4 separate regions of the Mus musculus genome follow, and all the other regions are linked to region 3. A link is a contact called in public promoter capture Hi-C data. All regions are on one chromosome and are shown on one strand. Each heading gives the region's core, a stretch centred on a gene start, on an enhancer-like site or on the middle of the called end of the contact. The rest is flanking DNA. Distances are from core to core; before and after follow the strand shown. Region 1 has its middle 12 kb from the start of Gm35343. Region 2 overlaps Fam120b (family with sequence similarity 120, member B). Region 3 overlaps Acat3 (acetyl-Coenzyme A acetyltransferase 3). Region 4 overlaps Qk (quaking).

Region 1 (4,922 bases), core at 1,388-3,887, 2.1 Mb after region 3:
GTCCTTTCCTGATTGTGTTTTCTCTAGTCAGACACAGGGTGGCGCTCTTCATTAAGTAATCTGCCAGCTGTGTGGGAAGACGTCTCCTGCCAACTCCTGTGACTCCAGGAAAAGGAATTCTTTCCTTTTTCATCTGGCCACAGAGAGGTAGGTCCAAGGTGACAAGAGTGGGAAGTGACCACTGGCGCCTGGCCACTGGGGCTGTGGAGCATTGCGTTCACCTGAAGGCTCGGCCTTCCGTTCATTTAATTCTGTATTGATGAAAGGCATGAACAATCACAGTCTAAAAATCTTGTCCATCTTCATGAGGGAAGATTGGGGTTGTATTGTGTGAATTAATCTCTTGGGGGAAGACATCATCGTGGCCAGTGGTGGTGACAGGAGAATGAGGGAGGGACCAAGGTCACCATTAACCAACCACCAATCACCATACTGCTGATGGGGGAGGGGAACCCTTTGTCTAAAGGGACTGGACTGAGCTTTGCAGAGAAGGAGGGGCGCAGGCTTGCAGTGGAGACTGGCTTCTAACCACCCACTCTCCCCAGCTGCAGGCTGAATTCACACCTTGACACCACAGCCAGTCTGCCAACACTGCTGCCAAAGCATGGCGCCCGCCCGTGTGGGATTGGCTTTTAGGGACTAACAAAGAAAATTCCTTACATCGGATAAAAGGGAGTGTCTGTGGTTTGTTTTATAGCCCTACTAAAACATTTTAATGAAACTAAATCACTGTGGTACCGCCAGAGTTTGGGCTTTAGAGGGCCTGGAACCAGTTTTCCTATGGGCTGTGTCTGAATTGTAGAGTGTCCATGTGAATTGACTGGGGCCAATTAAGATAAGTCTTTGATTGCATCAGAAGTTCTCCAAATGGATGGATACAGGATGTCCCCTTGACACATAATTAATTAATTGAAAATGAAATATGCTCAGTTCAAAAAAGCTACCCATAAAGTGAAGTCCTGTGCCAGCCAATGATTAGAGTTTGGGGATCCTTATAAGCATAGACTTGCCATTATAAATATTAAATGCTACCTTTACAGAAAGCTTACATAGTTTCAAAGCCTTTTGCTCAGGACTTTGAATACCCCCCAAGACAATGTTATTAATTCCATTTAGGAGGACGGTAGAAAACTTAGTTGAGAAAACCTGGAACTCACTCCCCTGTGAAGGAGGCAGGGATGGCTGGTCCTCAGCTGCTTAGTGGTCACTCTCACTGACAGTTCCTCTGAGTCCCAGAAATGCAATCTGTAATCTCAAAACCTTTCCAGCAGCTTGGCAGGGAGACAGAAATAGCCCAGCAAAATGCAAGATCAGCAAGAAAGCACTACAGTCCACAGACTGGGAGTGGAGGGCTGTGATGCTAAGGCCAGTCCTTAGGTTATGAGGTCCAGGAAATCCCAGTCAGAGCAGAGGGTAGGGGCTGCAGGTGATGCAGGGATAGTGGGCACAGGGGCCTCCAATCTCTCTGTTTCACTCTTAATTAACAAGCTTAGGACCTCCCTCATGTCTCAGCATGTAAAATTCTCATAGTATTGAATTTATTTAGATATAAGCCTTTTCCCACAAGCTGTGGCTCCTCACTTCCCACTTAAGACATTATTTTCCATGGTCCCATGCTAACCCATCCTCAGGAGCCTCTATGTTAGTTGCCAGTCTTGTTGGAGTCAAAATCCTGACTATCCATCTGGACCTGGGCAGTTCACACTTTTGGCTCTGTTTTTGTTATTTGCTTGCTTGCTTATTTTTCCTGTATTACCTTAAATGGTAGAAAAGCTAATAGTTTTGTTTTCTTCTTTAGTTGGACCCATCTTGTCCATGTCCTGGATGAGGTTTGGACCTAAGTTAGTGGCTGAGGGGTCTGCTAAATCAATGGAAACATTGCATTGTGTTTATATATTGATCTTCAGCTGCCGTGAGCTGTGTTAGTCAGTGGTGGGAACAGGAGGTGTGAAGCCACACCTTAGGGGTCCTCCACGAGGTGTGATACTCACAGGCTGACAAATGGTGGGAATATTGCTTCCCTTAAGTTCTGGTCATGTCCAGATGGTGCTAAATATCCGGTGCAACACCTCACATCCCTCCACCCCCTTTAAGCTCTGCTGTGCTAAGTCCCGTGCCTGAAGTCCCCAGTGCTTTCAAGTCCTGTGCCTGAATATCCTTGTGTTTTTCCAAGTGAAGTATCTCTAAGACCCAGGACCTGAGATTTCAAAACCATTCAGGAATCTGTTCTTATCATGCTTGTGATATTCTATGTGTCACCCTGAATCAGCCAGTCTACCCCAGTCCTGTGCCATCACACCCAACTTCATGAGTTTTTTATTTTTGGCAAAGGACCCCTTTAAGAGCTGCCAGGAAGAACAGCGTTCATGGCTACCCACAGGCCCAGGGCCGTGCTCCAATGCCAGAACTGTGCAGGCCAGACTTGCTGAGTCTGCAGTTACGGCGTCTGTGCTTTTATCTCTTTTTCCACTGCTTCCCCTTCTCCGTTTTGGAACCTACGGGATAATATGCTCTGGTCCCTTAAGGATGTAGAGGAAGGAACCATTTCCATATCCACTTGACTCAAGTTACCACAGTCAGCTGCTGGCTGAGCAAACTGACCTCAGATGAGTCACAATCTAGCTCACACAAGGTCAAAGTTCAGCCAGACTCTGAAAGTCCATTTGAGAGGTTGATGTCTGTGCTCAAGATGCCAGTGTAAGAAGGGTGGGGGACGGTGCTTGGTTCCAGCAATTCCCAGGACTTAACTCCATTCAGGAGACCACAGTGAGACCATGAGGGCCCAGCCGGGATGGGTGGCCAAGGGACAAGGCAAGAGCTGATAGGGATCAGGCAAGGTGCAGGGCTACTAAATGGGGCCCTGAAAGGCTGCTAGGCTTCCAAAGCCAGGGTGCTTCAAGCCTAAAGGGGTGTGTGTGAAATCTGGCCTCTGAGTAAAGCTGTAGGATGATAAACTAAGTCACAGAGGCCACAGGAGGGACCCAGGCAAGTGCCATTGTGACTGGAATGACAGGAGCAGAGTTACCTGTGAGCTACCTCTGTGATCCACTCATGTCACCACCACCACCCCAACCCCCCCCCCCCCATTGCATGTTACCTAGACGTGTTACCAAAATTGATCTCCCAGTCACCAGAGAAGTGAAGGACAGGGGGACAAGTAAGGGTATCAGGCTGTGGTCCAACAGGGTGTAACCTACACACTGGGGCTGTGTCAACATAAGGACACAGGTCACATCAAGGGACACTATTAGGTCACCAGGTCAGCACAGAAACCCAGTCTTCCACTCGGCATTATTGCAAGTTTCCATAATCCAAGTTTGATTCCTCCACACTCATCTTTTCCTGTCTGGCTCCTTGCTGGTTCCAGGAAAACTGTGGGCAGGTTGCAAATGTCTGAGTTGAAACAGCTCTTCCAGGGGGAGGATGCAACAGAGACTGACAGTAGGGCAAAGATATCTGCTTTGCCATCCTGCAAAAAGCTGCAGATTCCACCTGCCCTGACTAGGCTGGCTTCCAGAGCAAGCAGGCTGATCTCAGCCACAGTATTTCCACATGCCTGACACCCTGCAAACCATGGAATGATGCCTGAGTACACCAAGCAAAGGCAGCATCCGGAAGCTCCTGACTTCCTGGTGTCCTGGGGACTGTTGGTAAGGAAGCCAGCTGAGGAGCTGCTGCAGGAAGCAGCTCAAATCAGGGATCGTAGCAATTGCTTAGGAAGTGGCTTTCATCATCATGAGTCGCAAAGTAGAGACAGTAAGGAGGAAATGGAAAGTCGTTTGGTAGGGAAAATCACTCCATAGTGTTTGAAGGTCACTCCTGTAAATGCTATATGAAATTGAAGTTATTGTTCATAGCACCTCAATGAGTGGGCCATAAAGTCAAAGAGAGTTGAGTTTGTCTTCCCGGAAAATAATATTTGTTAATGAGGCTGCAAGTTTGACAGAAAGTGTTCAAAGTTTAAACTATAATTTTATACTCCAGAATTTAAATATTAAGTCTATATTGTTAAATGAGATGTAATTTACATAGATGAGAAATCAAGAACACCAGAGCATGTAATATACAGTTTGCTTTCTATTCACACCCTCCTCAGAGTAAGGAATTATTTCTAATTGATTTCCAGGATCTTTATATAATAAGGATGAGAATCATAACTAAGTTTCCAATGCATCTACAATCAGTTTATCTACACTCCTGTTCATCCTGTCTTACACAAATGGTAGCAGATTATATAAACTATACCACACCATAGTGCTTCGATAAACAATATATATTGGAGAGTCTTCCACACAAAGAGCATCTCCAATATTTTTTTTAGTAGCTGCATAACATTTGGAAGTTTTGTGTTTGTTTTTGCTTTGTTTTGAGTCTCACTATGTAGCCCTGGCTGACCTAGAACTCTCTGTAGACCAGGTTGGTTTGAACTCACAGAGCTCCATCTGCCTCTGTCATGATTAAAGGTATACACTGCCATGCCCTGATGCTTCATATAACTTTAACATTACACTATTTGCTTATTAATGAAAACCAACTTATCCCATATATTTTGTCACAAGCATGTTATGATGTCTTGACAGCCATCATCTAGAGGCTGGGTCAGAGATGCATAAAATTATAGCCTTCCAGTGTCTGAGATTCCTTTATCCCTAGCATCATTTACTGAGTATTATAATATAAAGATGCTTTGCAATTCAGTTAGCCTCATAGGGTTTCCTGTTACTAATGAGGCATAGTATTTATTTTCTCTTTCATTGGAAGGTCTACCTAAGGCCTTTAGTCATTTGCCTATTGAGTTCTCAATATTCTTCCTTCTTACTGGCTTCTAGGATCTCTATATATTAAGGGCATAGGCTGTAATAAGTGATAAAAATGTTTTACTTCTCCTCATTGCCTGTTTTGATTTCTTAATTTGATAATGG
Region 2 (4,750 bases), core at 126-2,625, 2.5 Mb after region 3:
TTAGAAAAAAAAATAGACAAAACTCTTCATGTTAGAAAAGGCTCAAAATGCTTATGTTCAAATTGGCAGTGTTCATCATGGGCATAGTCGCCACACGTTCACAACATGCAATAATAACATAACTTCGTGAATGTGAGCCGTCAGGGTCACTGCAGGGACTATGGCCTGGCAGATGGGGTGGGGTACACCCCACAGGTAGCCAACATCAAAGTCTAGGGCCGATTCAGTCACCCTGTGAACAAATGGCGCCTGAGTTGAAGCTTTGGCCTGCCCCTGGCTATCATTCAGCCCAGCTGGTGAGGAGAAATGTGTTACATTCCACTAAGAGCTGTAAACTTCATGAGACTCTTCACTCTCCCTCTTCTCAGGGTGACTGAGAGGGGCCTGCACACTAGGAAACCACAGGGGTGAGAGCTTCGATGGCAGGGGTGCTGAAGGTTGTGTTCATCTGGACACCTGTTTGGGTTGTCACCCTCACACTTTAGGGGTCATTAGGCAGTGCATGCTAAAGCCATCACTTCCAGGTACCAAAGAAAGCCCAGAGCAAGACTTACAGAAAAGCGTGGTGGTGGTGTTGAGACAGGATCTCACTATGTGGCATTATCCTGCCTGGGACTCACAGAGATCCACCTGCCTGAGAGTCCTGAGTTCCACCATGCCCAACCAAAAAAGGGTTGTTTTTAAGATGTGGAAACTCTGTTTCCTTCAAGGCTAGTTCTGCTCCAAGCCCCTTCCCAACCCCCCGTGTCTGTCAGAGGCAGGAAGTGGCCAGCTACACTGTGGGGTTGGGGCACTTGTGTGCTCAGCCCTGGAAAAGCCACACGTCGCTTTTTCTGTGCTTGGCAGGAAGTCCTCTGAGAGCCATCTGCATATGAATTTCCATTTCCAAAGTCATTAGCAGTAATAAACATCTAGATGTCCTGCAGATGGTCAGAACTGGCACCAAGAGAAACAATTTTGACAGTTTCCTTCTACTAATAGCAATGCCTCCTAATTAATTGCTTCCACTCTAATGGAATAATTATAGAGCAAAATTTAATGACAGGTGGTCACAACTGAAAAATGTTCTGTCTTCCAGTACAGCTCAGCAATTCGTCTTTATGTGTGCTTAGAGCCATGCCGCTTCTTTGAGTTGGTGTGTGGAGACATTTCTTCTTACTCTGGTGTTCATCTCTGTTTGGTACAGGGGGCAGACAGCATGAGCGTAACCACTGGAGAAGATACTAGATGCTGTACAGGTAAAGTACTTCCCAGCCTCTCAGTGAACCAGTAGATGTTCTGTCTTTAAAGCTGAGGGCCAAGTGGTTAATATGTCACATGGGCCAGCTTCCCGATTGGGATCTACCAACCTAATCGAAGATGTTTGCTTCTTCCAGAAGAGTGTGGAAACAGGATCAATGTCCAGACTCTGCCCTCCGGTCTCAGCAACAAGGACAGCAACTGGGGCAACCCTTTAAAGGAAGGAAAATTGCTTTTCAGAGGTTTCTCCTACACAAACTATAAAAATATCCCATTGGTTTGTTTCAGAGGTTGCTCCTGACTCCATGATCCAGAACACTTGACACTATCATTGAGAATGCTCTCCTGACCTTAGCAGGAGTCTAACTCCAAACATTTTCTTACTATTAAATTGTGAAAATGTTTCCTCAAGTCATTAGTCTTTGAACTCATGATGTCTTCTTATTTTCCTGTTACTGTGAAAAGGCACTGTGAACAAAGCAACTTACAGAAGAGAGCATTTGATTTGGGTCTTAGAGTTCCATAGGGTGGTAGAGCCTCGGACCATCATGTTGGGGTATGTGACAGGAGCCAGGCGAGGACGAGCCAACTGGGAATGGCTCAGGGTTTTGAAACTTCAAAGCCCACCCCCCAAGTGACACACCTCCATCAGCAAAGCCACACCTCCTCCAGTAAGGCCACTCCTCCTAGTCCTTCCCACCAACTGGAGACCAAGCTTTCAAACATACTAGCTTATGGGGCCATTCTCATTCAGACCACCAACCATGATATCTAATAGCTATGCAATCTGTCAGAAATTACTTTTTCATTAGAAAATCTAACAAAAGTAAGTATTCATCTATTTTTTTTTCTTGATCCACAAAGTATTTGGATAGAAAAAAAAAAGCAACTAAATAAATTCTTGCTCTCTTGTGGGCGAGTTGGTTCTGCTTGGAGGAAACCTGGCTCAGCGGTTAAGAACAGGGTCTGCTCTTCCAGATTCCCCTCACCCACACGGTGGCTCACAACTAACTGTCTGAAACTCCAGTTCCAGGGGATCGAAAGCCTCTTCTGGCCTCTGTGAGAGGCAGACACACAGTGATGCCCAGACATGCACACAGGCAAAACACCCATAAAGATGAAATAAATAAGTTTAAAAAAAAAAAGAATTTTTTTTTTTAAAAGAAGCATAGTGGGTTAAGCTTAAAAAGTAAGATCCTCTTTGAGGTTCTTATCCATCTCCACTGGGGATCCAAGAGTATCTGTGCCTGTCCAGGGCCCTTATGGCCCTGCCGTATCTCTGGGGACACTGAGTTCCGTCAGGAGATGCAAGCACTTTGGTCACTGGAAGATGTATCCTTTCAGTGCTCCTGTCTAAGATTTTAATAACGCTTCTAAAAATGTACCTTGTCACCTTTACGCTGACAGTTTTCCAGACCACTGGCTCAACCATGCTGTGCAGAGAGAGGCCTTGCGTTTCTCCTTGAGATTCTTGTGTTTACCAGAAAGGTATCTCGCCTGCATTTGAACATGGTTGTATTTGTTCAGCTTCCTTCTGCTCCTGCAGGACTTAAGCATAGTGTGTCTGCAGAGCTTGTAGCTGCCATGACTTTGCTGCCTAGTTTGGCTCTTCTGGTCCTTCCCTCGAATACCGTCCTCTTCAAACACTGCTGCCGTTAGAAATCCTGTTTCCTTGCTGTCTACTTGTGTAACTTTTAATTCAGATTCTGATCTCTTAAGTTGAAAGTCTATTTCTATGAAAGTTGTTTTCCGTCATGGAAACTGCATCCTGACACTTGTCAATAAAATGCATGAGTACGTCAGTCACAAGTTTAAATAGGCCACTGTGTTGATGGAATATTTATCACCTTTAGAGCTTTCCCAGTGACAGCATTGCTTACGCTGTTTCCCAGTCAAGTCTTGGGATAGAATTTCCACATATACAATAAAATAAAAATACATTTTTAAACTCATACTTCACTTTTTTTTTCTTTAAGACAAAGTCCTGTTCTGTGGCCCAGACAGCCCTCTGCATGATATCTGCCTTTTATGTCAAGCCTTTTTCAGCAGGCGTATCCCATTAGAGAAAAATAATGTTGAGTCCAGAATCCTATAATCAGTGTTCCTAGAGTAGGGGAAAAAATCAACACAATTTCAGGAATCAAAAATTTGACCCATATATCCTTTCTAAGAGGAAATGGGTGTGCTCAGCTTGAAGCTCCATCCCATGGAACGCAGAGACTGTATGACCCAGCATTGGGCAAAGAAATCTGTGAAATTTGCAGGTGCCACTAAGCAGTTCTGAACTGTAAAAGCAAATAAACCGGCAAGCAATAGACTGACTGTTACAAGGAAAGTGACAGGCCTCTGAGTAAGACAAAGAAAAGGCACACTGCCTTTTCTTGCTTAGAAAACGATATATTATCTGTCAATGTTTTGTAATATGAACTAGAAAGAGGGTGAGAAGAAAAGCCACTTACATTCTATGCTGGAATCAATTTCAAAACACAAGTAAAATGCAAGATAAATATAGCACATTCATTCCAGAAATGAACAGGTCAGTTACAACAAAAGCAATGACATTCATTTGAACACGTTAATAAGTAAGTGTGTTCTAATAGAAACAGAGGAGTGACTGTCTCTTGGTTTATATTCTTTTTGAACACATGTGGATAGTTCATAGGATAACTATGATTTAGGCCCCAAAGCAAACCTCAGACAAAATAATAAAAAAAGCTAATTTACTAAAATCACATGTTCTGCCTATAAGAACATAGCATAAACAGCAGCAAAAAGATAAAAACAAGTCTTTGCTCATATCAATTATCTGGCCATTCTAAAATATTATCAAAGAAATCACTTGCAAATTTATTTTGGACTAATAAAGGTATTACATTTAAAAAGTCATTGCAGGGCTGGAGAGATGGCTCAGTGGTTAAAAGCACTGGCTGTTCTTCCAAAGGACCTGGGTTCAATTCCTAGCACATGGCAGTTCACAACTGTCTGTAACTCCAGTTCCAGGGGATCTGACACACACACACACACACACACACACACACACACACACAGGCAAAACACGGATGCACATAAAGATTAATAAATAAAACTCATTGGGGAGCAGTGATAGCACAGACGATAAATGGGGTCACTCTGGATGTCCCTACCTCCAGTTGAGAGCAATCATACTTGTCAAAACGTTGAAGCTGGCTGCCAAGGTAAGCTTGCTTGGTACACTGCGGTTAATTTCTACTTACTTCAGTTACTCAGCCAGTGACAGCCCCGTGTACATTTCTGGTTCACACCACCAGGGCCAAACAAACAGAACACTTTGCCCTCCAGATAGTGGGGTGCTGTGTGGCAACTGCTGTTTTGGTTTCCTGAGAAGCAGGCACAGAGGCTGGCCATCATGTGTCAACTCCCCTAGCTTAAGTAACTTCCACAAAGTTTAAAACAACCTGTAGATAAAGATTAGTTAGGGGTTGGAGAGATGTCTCAATAGTTAAGAGCACTGGATGCTCTCCCAGAGACCCAG
Region 3 (4,375 bases), core at 994-3,493:
TTGCCATTTTTTGGCTACGTTTTCAGCTGAGAAGAAGAAAAGGCAAAAACAGCAAATTCATGAGCTGGGCTTTGGTAGCTCGGGTTACTCACATTTAAACAAGAATTAACTTGTATACAGCTGGGCAGTGGTGGCACACGCCTTTAATCCCAGCACTTGGGAGGCAGAGGCAGGTGGATTTCTGAGTTCGAGGCCAGCCTGGTCTACAGAGTGAGTTCCAGGACAGCCAGGACTATACAGAGAAACCCTGTCTCGAAAAACAAAACAAAACAAAACAAAAGCCAGAAGCAGGGTACATGCACTTTCATTCCAAGATTTGGGAAGCAGAGGCAGGTGGATCTCTTGAGTCCAAGGCCAGCCCAGTCAACAGAATGAGTTCCATGACAGCCAGGCCTACACAGAGAAACCTTGTCTCAAAGAAACTAAACAAAACAGTAATTGGTCCCATGGTTGAGGACCCAGAGCTTGCGTGGCTGTTGCACTTCACTTTGAATCTCTAAGTGTGATGTTTTGGAAGAGCAAGGGCTGCCTGCTCTGTTACATTGCTCCTGTTTCCTCATAACCGCGGACAGTAAAGACATGAATACACTGGCAGAGTAGAGAATTATCTGCTCTTCTCAGGCAGTGCTGGCTTTCTTACATAAGTTGTATGTGCCAGGTTTGTACGGTGGTGGTGTTTTACGAGGTTATTGCTAGCTGGAAACTTGCTATGTATACCAGGCTAGCCAGAGCTCACTCACATGTGCCTCTGTCACTCTTATTCTAGGATATGGGTATCTATCACCATACCAGCTCAGGGCTCTATATTGAAAAGTTTCCATCTTTCCATTTAAAACTAATCAGCAAATCATGGGAATTATGTCATAAGAAAATACCTTTACTTACCAGACACGGTGGCACAGACCTTAGAGCCCAGCGCTTTAGAGACCTATCGGCCTTACCTGTGATGCCCATGTGGTAGTTGTGAAAGGCATCTGTCAGACCATCACAGAGTATGCTGTCAGCCAGTGGCACCTCACCCACCCTGACTCCTGTTCTCAGGTGAGTCAAGTGAGGAGCCTGGACACAGGGAGGAAGAACAGATTTAGGAGGGGTGTCACTTGTCTCTCAGGGTCCCACTCAGAGTCAGGAGGCTCTGCCTTGTACTTCCTCCTTCTTCATTACCCATCAGGCCTTCTCCCCATCCCCTGCTCTCCAGATCAGGACCTGAAACATCTTGGTGTTAGCAGACAATCCCACCTGCCTTCTCTTAGCCATCTATTCCTCTATCACCTGCCCATTTTTGTTTCTTGATCAAACCTGTCCATTCTGTGCCTTAATTCTTATGATTCTATTATATCCTTATAGATAGACAAGTATTACCTAACAGGATGGCATAGAAACCTAGCAACTCCTGTTCTACTTTCAAAAAGATGTTGGGGGTGGGGGGGCTGGATGAGTTTACATGTTCCATGGGAGTGTGTGCTAAAGAGACTAGAGGGTATTGGATGCCTTAGAGCTGGCAGTTGGGAGGCACAGGACATGGATGTTAGGACCTGAACTTGGGTCCTCTGCAAGAATGGCACAGGCTCTTCACCACTGACTTGTGTTACAGTAGTTAGCTCTCTCTGAGATCCACATGGGTGGAACTAATGAACTCGCCCAGGAGCTATATGGATTTCCTAATAAAAGACACATACACACACACACACACACACACACACACACACACACACACACACACACCAGTTAATTTTAATATGCCTGACTAATTCAAAGGCTGAGTAGTTCTTTTTTTTTAATTAATTAATTTATTTATTCTTTTTTTTTAATTAATTTATTTATTATATGTAAGCACACTGTAGCTGTTTTCAGACACTCCAGAAGAGGGCATCAGATTTTTTTGTTACGGATGGTTTCGAGCCATCATGTGGTTGCTGGGATTTGAACTCAGGACCTTTGGAAGAGCAGTCGGCGCTCTTAACCACTGAGCCATCTCTCCAGCCCCCAGGCTGAGCAGTTCTAATTGTCCACACAGCTAGCACACATTTTCCTCTGGTACTCCTGGCTCAACACCTTCTAAATCTATGTTTTATCTTTGCTGCCCTCTTACCTGCTGCTGGGCAGCCCCTCCCATAGGGCAGGCCACTATCCCTTCCACATACATTTTGGATGAATTTCCTTCTGCAGCTCTAAATCTGATCTGTCGTCTTTCCTCTCTCCCGGTTCCTAGCCCAGGCAAATTTCAAAAGTCCTGCCTTTGTTTATCTGACCAGCCATTAGGTCTTTATTGATTGATCAAAAACCAACTGGGGACAAGGACCTTCAGCATTTGAACACAAAGATTCCTGATTTTAGGGGCCGGATTAATTCAAAGCAGTAGAACCAATCCCCAACAGTCCTGTCGCTCCAGCACATTTAGCATCTGTTTTGGTAGGAGACAAAATGCCCACGCGGAGAATATTCAGGCTGTAAAATGCACTGAGAGGAGGGTTTCTGAGTAGAAGAGATTTTAACATTCAGCAATTCAAAGGCAGCCAGGATACAATGGAAAGATGAATGGACAAGGAGTCAAGACAGGTGAATTAATTATAGTACTATAAATGGGTATACTATGAATAAAATGATAATTGGGGGCTGGAGAGATAGATGGCTCTGCAGGTTAGAAGCTTCTACAGCTCTTCCAGAGGACCTTAGATCGTTTCCCAGCACCCAGGTCAGCTAGCTAACACCGGGAACTTGAGGCCTCTGGTCTCCAAGGGATACCTGTAGGTATGTACACATACACACACACACTTAAAAAGAAAAAAAAATGAAATGATACAATTAAACTCATAATTTTGTATATAAATTATTTTTAAGAAGCAAAGAAACAAAAACGAACATTTAAGTTGTGGCTCTGTTATTCCCACAGGAAATTGGGAATAACAGCACTGACTCCATATTGGATCTGGTGACCACGCACAACAGCCCTGGGTACTGGTATGTACATCTAACCAGAGGGACTCCGCTCACTTTGTGACCTCCAGCCTGCCTCCTCCTGAGCTCTGCAGAAGTTGAGCTCACTAGGTTTCTGACCAGTGGATTCCAAGGTCAGCCCTCCAGCATAGGAGGAAGATGCTGTTCCGCTGCAGTGCCAGCAAGACAGGGGGGCCGGGAGGAGGCTTTCAGTTTCTGAGACAAGGACTTGTATGTGACCCAGGCTGGTCTTGAGCATCAGGGCTCACGTGCTTCTCAGCCTCAGCTCCTGAACAGTTGGGCCTGCATGCTTCACCACAGGTGTCTTTTACGTGTTCTACCTACCCCCTAAGAGATCAGAAGTCTGACCCCTGGGGTCTGTCCTGACCAAGAACCATGACAAGAAGGAAAACTGGCAATGTGTGACTTGACTCTTCTTCACAGTGGGAAAACAAGTCCAAACTGACTCAGCCTGATTCCTGTCTCCCTCCAGTCTGGGATCTGAGGTAGTGGAAATCTGTCCTGAGGAGGCTTGCAGTGAAAGTTTTGGCTCCTTTAAAACCATTATAGAGCCGGGCTTGGTGGCGCACGCCTTTAATCCCAGCACTCGGGAGGCAGAGGCAGGCAGATTTCTGAGTTCGAGGCCAGCCTGGTCTACAGAGTGAGTTCCAGGACAGCCAGGGCTATACAGAGAAACCCTGTCTCAAAAAACAAAAACAAACAAACAAACAAAAAACAAACAAACAAAAAATAAGTTATATAATGTGAATTTTTTTTGTTTTAATTCTAGGTTTGGGATATGGAATTAAATTCAGTTTGCCCACAGCTGTTAACTATGATTGTCTTGCGCTCTAGAAGATGCATGATTTTTGCCAGCTGCAAGTAGTTAAATTTTGTGGACTCTGAAGAGGGAATAAATTCCAGAGCCCCAAGAGGTAGGTAGGTAGGGTGGGTGGGTGGGTGGGTGGGTGGGTGGGTGGGTGGGCGTGCGTGCGTGCGTGCGTGCGTGCGTGCGTGCGTGCGTGCGCGCGCGCTCTCGCATGTGTATCCTCTGAGGAGCCTCCTGCTCTATGCTGTTGCTGCTGTTTGTTGTTGTTGTGGTCTGATGAGAAGATATATGAGAGATGAAGGGACATATCCTGAAGATAAAAGTGGACATGCCCTAAGGAACTCAATGCCCTAAGGAGTCAGCAGGAAGCAGTCAAAAGAAGTCCATGTCTCCTATCCCCTGGCCTTCTTTCTCTCCCACCTAGCAGTAGGGGGTTGGAGGGATGCTGGTGCACAAGGGTGGAAGGGGAGTAGAGGAATAAGAGTCCACTAAGAGAGCAAATCCTACACCAACAGAAGATCCTTGTGCTCTGTGTGCAGATCATGGCCTGGATTATCCTGGGCTCTGGCTCCAGGTCAAAATTAGAAGAACACTTTGTAGGGATGGGCT
Region 4 (4,380 bases), core at 1,813-4,312, 2.7 Mb before region 3:
CACAGGAGAAATATCAGCTATGAACTCTATGAGACCAAAACTGGCCTGTTCACAGAAATTTAGGCAAAAGACTCAACAAAGAATCAAACTGGTCTCTCAAGGTGCATCATTACAGTAAATTTCTTGACTCTTTATGCTGTGAGCAGAGAGTGATTATTTTGGAGCAGGAAAAATAAAGTGTGGAATTAGTATTGCAGATGCTGAAAGGCCAGTGGCATGACTAGGAGAAATGACTGACAGATGCTAGCCTGCTCCCATCTCCACTGGCACTTACCCTCCATGGTAAAAGGCCAAGGACCCAAAGCCATTTTAGCAGAGGTGTGCACAACTGTCAGCTGACAAACAACATAGAAAACAAGTCACACTATGTTATCTCTGATCACGTTCTTCAGTGTTAGTCCAGGAACTCAAGACTTTATTTATCCCTGTTTGTTTTCATTAAACACGGAAAGGTTAATAAACAAACATAGTCCAGAGTTAGTAGGTTGGTATTATAACATTTATTAAAATAATGCTATGGGTTAATAGAAACAGCAAAGAACCAAAGAACTAAAATGCAAGCTATGTAAAATCCCAACTAAAACCCAGAAGTGTCTAATGTATTCATTCATCAGCTAACTAAAAGCCCAAGAAAGACAAGACACCCAATATAATAAAGTACTGCAAAACAATTGGCAATTTTCAGTTATCAAAATTGTGGATTTTGCATTTTGTATCCTTTTCTCAATCAAGAAAAAAATTCTTTTGAATGTTATATAACATACATATAAAACAAGATAGAAAAATACATTATAAACTTGTAACAATGGCTGTAAATACATTATCTTACATGTTTCTCATAGGCAATAGGTTGGTTATGGTACATACACAGCATGAAACTACTAAGATAATAAAGAATAGACAAAAAATACATGTCAGCTGTATGGTAACATACAAGCGACACTCCCATCTACCCACGCTAAAAATTACATAATACTGTCAGGAAAAAAGTCTTACTTTTAAACTACATACTTTAATAAGAAAAAAAAATTCAATAGAGTGATAATACTGAGAACCAAGGCATTCAGAGATTCCAAAAGTCATGCTTTTTTTCAGTTGACTCAAAACACTGTCAACTAAGTTTTCAAAAGTTTGTTCAGAGCCAGCATTACTCATAAACGTCACACGTCTACTGTTTTACACATTTGCTTTCTTCCCCATAAAAGACCTTTGATAAACATCTAAATTGTCCAGGTATAACACAGCTGAGATGAGACTGGATCAAATACTGGTACTGTTTGTTTGTTTTTTTTAAAACTATCACCTCAAGTGTTCTGAGTGTCGCATATTTATTCAACCAACCAACCAAAATAAAAATCAAAATGGCACAGCATATATTGTAAATAAATCAAAACCATATGTGTAACAGAAAGACAAAGCAGTGGTACATTAAATCAAAGCTAGCTGAGTACAAAACAAGGACTGTCTATTGCATAGTAAATAAACTGAAAATGGTTCCAAGTGAGACAGAATAATGGAGAGGTCACCATGAAGGTGACCAATGAGCTTCCTGCTGACCTTGACTGTGAAGCCATGAGGGTATGGAAGAGGGCATGAGTTGATGAGCCAGGAGTCCACAATCACTTGAGATTTGCCACATCTGGTACTGAGCGGTTAATGACTTATTAACGCAAGTGTTTAGATGCAGGCTTTGCACACGGACTGCTTCAACTACAAAACTGTTTGACTTTCAAGAGAGAAACTGGAGAGGAGAAAGAATGGAGCAGAGCAGTCACTGAACACTGTGATGCGGGCTTTCCACGCTCCTTTAGAGTTAAAAAGTTTAGGAGCAGTTACTAAAGCCAGCAGAGATGGACTACATAAGATATCTGATTAGATTTATGTTACTTAACACTTTTTCAACAATAAAAAATTTCAAAGATTCATTTTTGTGAAAAAGTTTTTTAGGCATTACAATTATTTCTAATTGGTAAGGAAAAATTCCATTGTATCCCTCTTCTCCAAATAAAATAAAGCTCTAATTTAATTTTGTCTGCAAACTGATGTTCAGATCTTACATAATTTTTTTCTAAACCTCAGAATCTTTGGGCTAACACTGAAGACGGTAATAACCAAAAGTACTAATTATGATTTGTAAAAGAATGACATTTTAAAATTTACTAGTCAGACATTAGAAAAGCTATCAAATTTTTTCACAGTATCAGATTTGGCAAACTGGCATCAAGATAATGTGACACAAATCTTATAATTTAGACCATCAACTCATTTGTCTCCTCTCATATCTCCTTTCACATACTGGGCGACTGAGGAACATGCAGTAACTTTATTCTGAGGGAGGAGCTGATCTTACAGGACACTTGACTAAATGACCATGAAGAAAAATAAGGCACTTTCTTTTTCATTAGACTTATTCCAATACTTAAAAAATAAAAAAGAAAGACAAAAAGGCTCTTTTGGTCTTTTGTTTCTTGACAACCACCAGAAAAAATCATTTAATGAAATAAAGGGTTTCTTTGTTCTTTTTCTTTTTTTTTATAACACTTGAAAGTATAAAATGCTACATTTCCAAAAATATATATATTTTTTTCTGCACCAGCACCCTTGTATAGTAAAAGTATCTACTTTTTTGTTCATTTGTTTCAATGCACTACACTTTATCTACAATTTCATTACATGTATACAGCAAATAGGCAAGCATGGCTTTTACATCCTTAATGATATTTTCTATACAGGGAGGTTTAAAAAAAATATTTGAACAGTTTGCCCAGTAATGTGACACATAATGCATGTACCTTGTTCTCATATAATTTTTAAGGTGGTGTAAAATAAAGATTTGGAAATTTTAACTCAGATACTCAACTTTTTAAAAAATAGTGTTGTAGTTTTGTTCTTTGCATTTCTTTTCAAAACTCCTTGTTAAGTTTTTCTCTCATGGCACACTTTGTTCTAATACTTCAAATTTTGGCAGGCAATATAAAAAGGCTGCAATGTCTGCCCTTTGAGGGCACTGTAGTGACTAAACAAACAGCATGTCAAATTTTGAATACTTTTGAAGTCACTTCCCCAACGACATCCCTGACCGAAGGTTCATGCATGATGCATTGTCACACAGTACATTCAGAGAGAGCTTTGACTTCGCTAGGAGAAGAAAAAAATTCCTACAAGTCTCTCACAGTAACTGCCTCTGTCACTGAGTAGTTAGGGCCATCTGTCTCCCCTTCTTAAGAGAGGCCTTCTTACCGTTCGCTTGGGGTGGGGCATTGAGAGATGATCAGTGCTGTGGGATGAATCGGGCCTTATTGCTTTACTACTATTCAGTGCAGGTTCTAGAACCACTTTCACCCAAACAGGGGGGGAAAAGCTGAGTTGGAGGACAATTTCTTTGTCTTTTGTTTGGTTAGATGGTAAGACGAACGGACAAGTGCCTCAGCTCGCTGCACTGACGACAGGCAAGCAAAGGCGATTACCAGTTAACTGATCAGCAGGCAGGCATGGTCAGGTCATCATTGGGTGAAGAGTTCAGAGGTCAGAAGGTCATAGGTTAGTTGCCGGTGGCGGCTGGGTGGTTAGAAACAAAAAACAAAACAAAAAAAGAAAAGAAAAGATAGAGAAGAGATTAGTTTCAGCTAGTGACAGCTTAATGACAACATGAAAACTAATCACAACTAATAAAAAAAAGGCATGTTGAATTCTGACAAACTGATTGACACCATCTACAGAATACAATAAAAATCATGACAATTTCATATCATGATTTGAACAAATGAAGAAGAGCCCACTCCCACAAAAAATAATTTGAAAAACCCGACTTGTTAAAAGAAAAAAATAGAAATAAAATACAGCTAACAACTAATAGTTAGTAGCAGTCAATGAAGGAAATTGGAAACAATGATGAACAGGTTTGGTATAAAGAATTCTGAACAGTCAGTGCAGTTATAAGTATCTGACTGCTATTAAGCATTAGTATTCTCTCAGATGCAAGCAATAAAGCAACTATTAATGATGGATGTGATTATTAATAACTGATGATTAACAGAAATGGATCTAAAGAAATTTAAATTGCTATGAACAATTTGGTTCAACATAAACTCTGGGCCAAACAAAGTTTCTTTTGTTCAATAAATGTTTATTGCTTTTTCAATTATTCTATTTACAAACAACATGGAATTTCTTGGCCTCATGATACAAAGCAATACTGTAGTCTAGCAGTGTAGGCAACATCATGGGAACCAGAAAAAAGGCCAGGCCTTTTGCACCAGCCAACATTTTCCAGTTGAAAATACTAATTTACACATATAGAACACTTATAAAATGCACTTGCATGTAAACACTGTAAAATCCTGCCATTTAAAACTCTATACCTCAAAGAACTCTAAGTAC

Evidence for each region. Promoter capture Hi-C pulls out the DNA fragments that hold promoters and counts their contacts. Capture Hi-C pulls out chosen DNA fragments and counts their contacts.
Region 1: a contact with region 3 is called in a promoter capture Hi-C map of liver, with 2.3 times the contacts expected there. The contact joins two enhancer-like sites. A contact is called at or near these places in 1 of 39 promoter capture datasets (liver) and 1 of 115 datasets of contacts at active chromatin or transcription factors (large pre-B cells).
Region 2: a contact with region 3 is called in a promoter capture Hi-C map of liver, with 4 times the contacts expected there. The contact joins two enhancer-like sites. A contact is called at or near these places in 6 of 39 promoter capture datasets (the 3T3-L1 cell line, the C10 cell line, hippocampal neurons and 2 more) and 1 of 115 datasets of contacts at active chromatin or transcription factors (large pre-B cells).
Region 4: a promoter capture Hi-C map of liver shows a contact between it and region 3, with 5 times the contacts expected there. The contact joins two enhancer-like sites. A contact is called at or near these places in 1 of 39 promoter capture datasets (liver), 2 of 115 datasets of contacts at active chromatin or transcription factors (embryonic stem cells and large pre-B cells) and 1 of 9 other capture datasets (liver).

The regions. Positions count from the first base shown.
Region 1 is chr17:15,065,799-15,070,720 of GRCm38.p6, forward strand. It overlaps a transcript of Ermard not described here. Among named protein-coding and RNA genes, the nearest start is that of Gm35343, 12 kb to the left of the region's middle. Within about 2 kb of position 2,638, at least 53 of the 459 cell types and tissues checked have an H3K27ac peak or open chromatin away from gene starts, as enhancers often do. A contact at or near this core is called in liver, where this site is marked.
Region 2 is chr17:15,430,391-15,435,140 of GRCm38.p6, forward strand. It overlaps Fam120b (family with sequence similarity 120, member B), which reads left to right. Exons shown (of 11, transcript NM_024203.3): 10 at 1,187-1,238; 11 at 1,377-3,191. The coding sequence ends at 1,227. It overlaps Gm49668 (a long non-coding RNA gene), which reads right to left. Exons shown (of 3, transcript XR_003952352.1): 1 at 4,383-4,750; 2 at 1,350-1,451. Among named protein-coding and RNA genes, the nearest start is that of Gm49668, 3.4 kb to the right of the region's middle. Within about 2 kb of position 1,376, at least 71 of the 459 cell types and tissues checked have an H3K27ac peak or open chromatin away from gene starts, as enhancers often do. A contact at or near this core is called in liver, where this site is marked.
Region 3 is chr17:12,928,613-12,932,987 of GRCm38.p6, forward strand. Acat3 (acetyl-Coenzyme A acetyltransferase 3) reads right to left here. Exons shown (of 9, transcript NM_153151.3): 4 at 942-1,059; 5 at 1-26. Among named protein-coding and RNA genes, the nearest start is that of Snora20, 7.9 kb to the left of the region's middle. Within about 2 kb of position 2,244, at least 4 of the 459 cell types and tissues checked have an H3K27ac peak or open chromatin away from gene starts, as enhancers often do. A contact at or near this core is called in liver, where this site is marked.
Region 4 is chr17:10,206,074-10,210,453 of GRCm38.p6, forward strand. It overlaps Qk (quaking), which reads right to left. Exons shown (of 8, transcript NM_001159517.1): 8 at 398-3,558. The coding sequence ends at 3,542. Among named protein-coding and RNA genes, the nearest start is that of Gm34972, 62 kb to the left of the region's middle. Within about 2 kb of position 3,063, at least 16 of the 459 cell types and tissues checked have an H3K27ac peak or open chromatin away from gene starts, as enhancers often do. A contact at or near this core is called in liver, where this site is marked.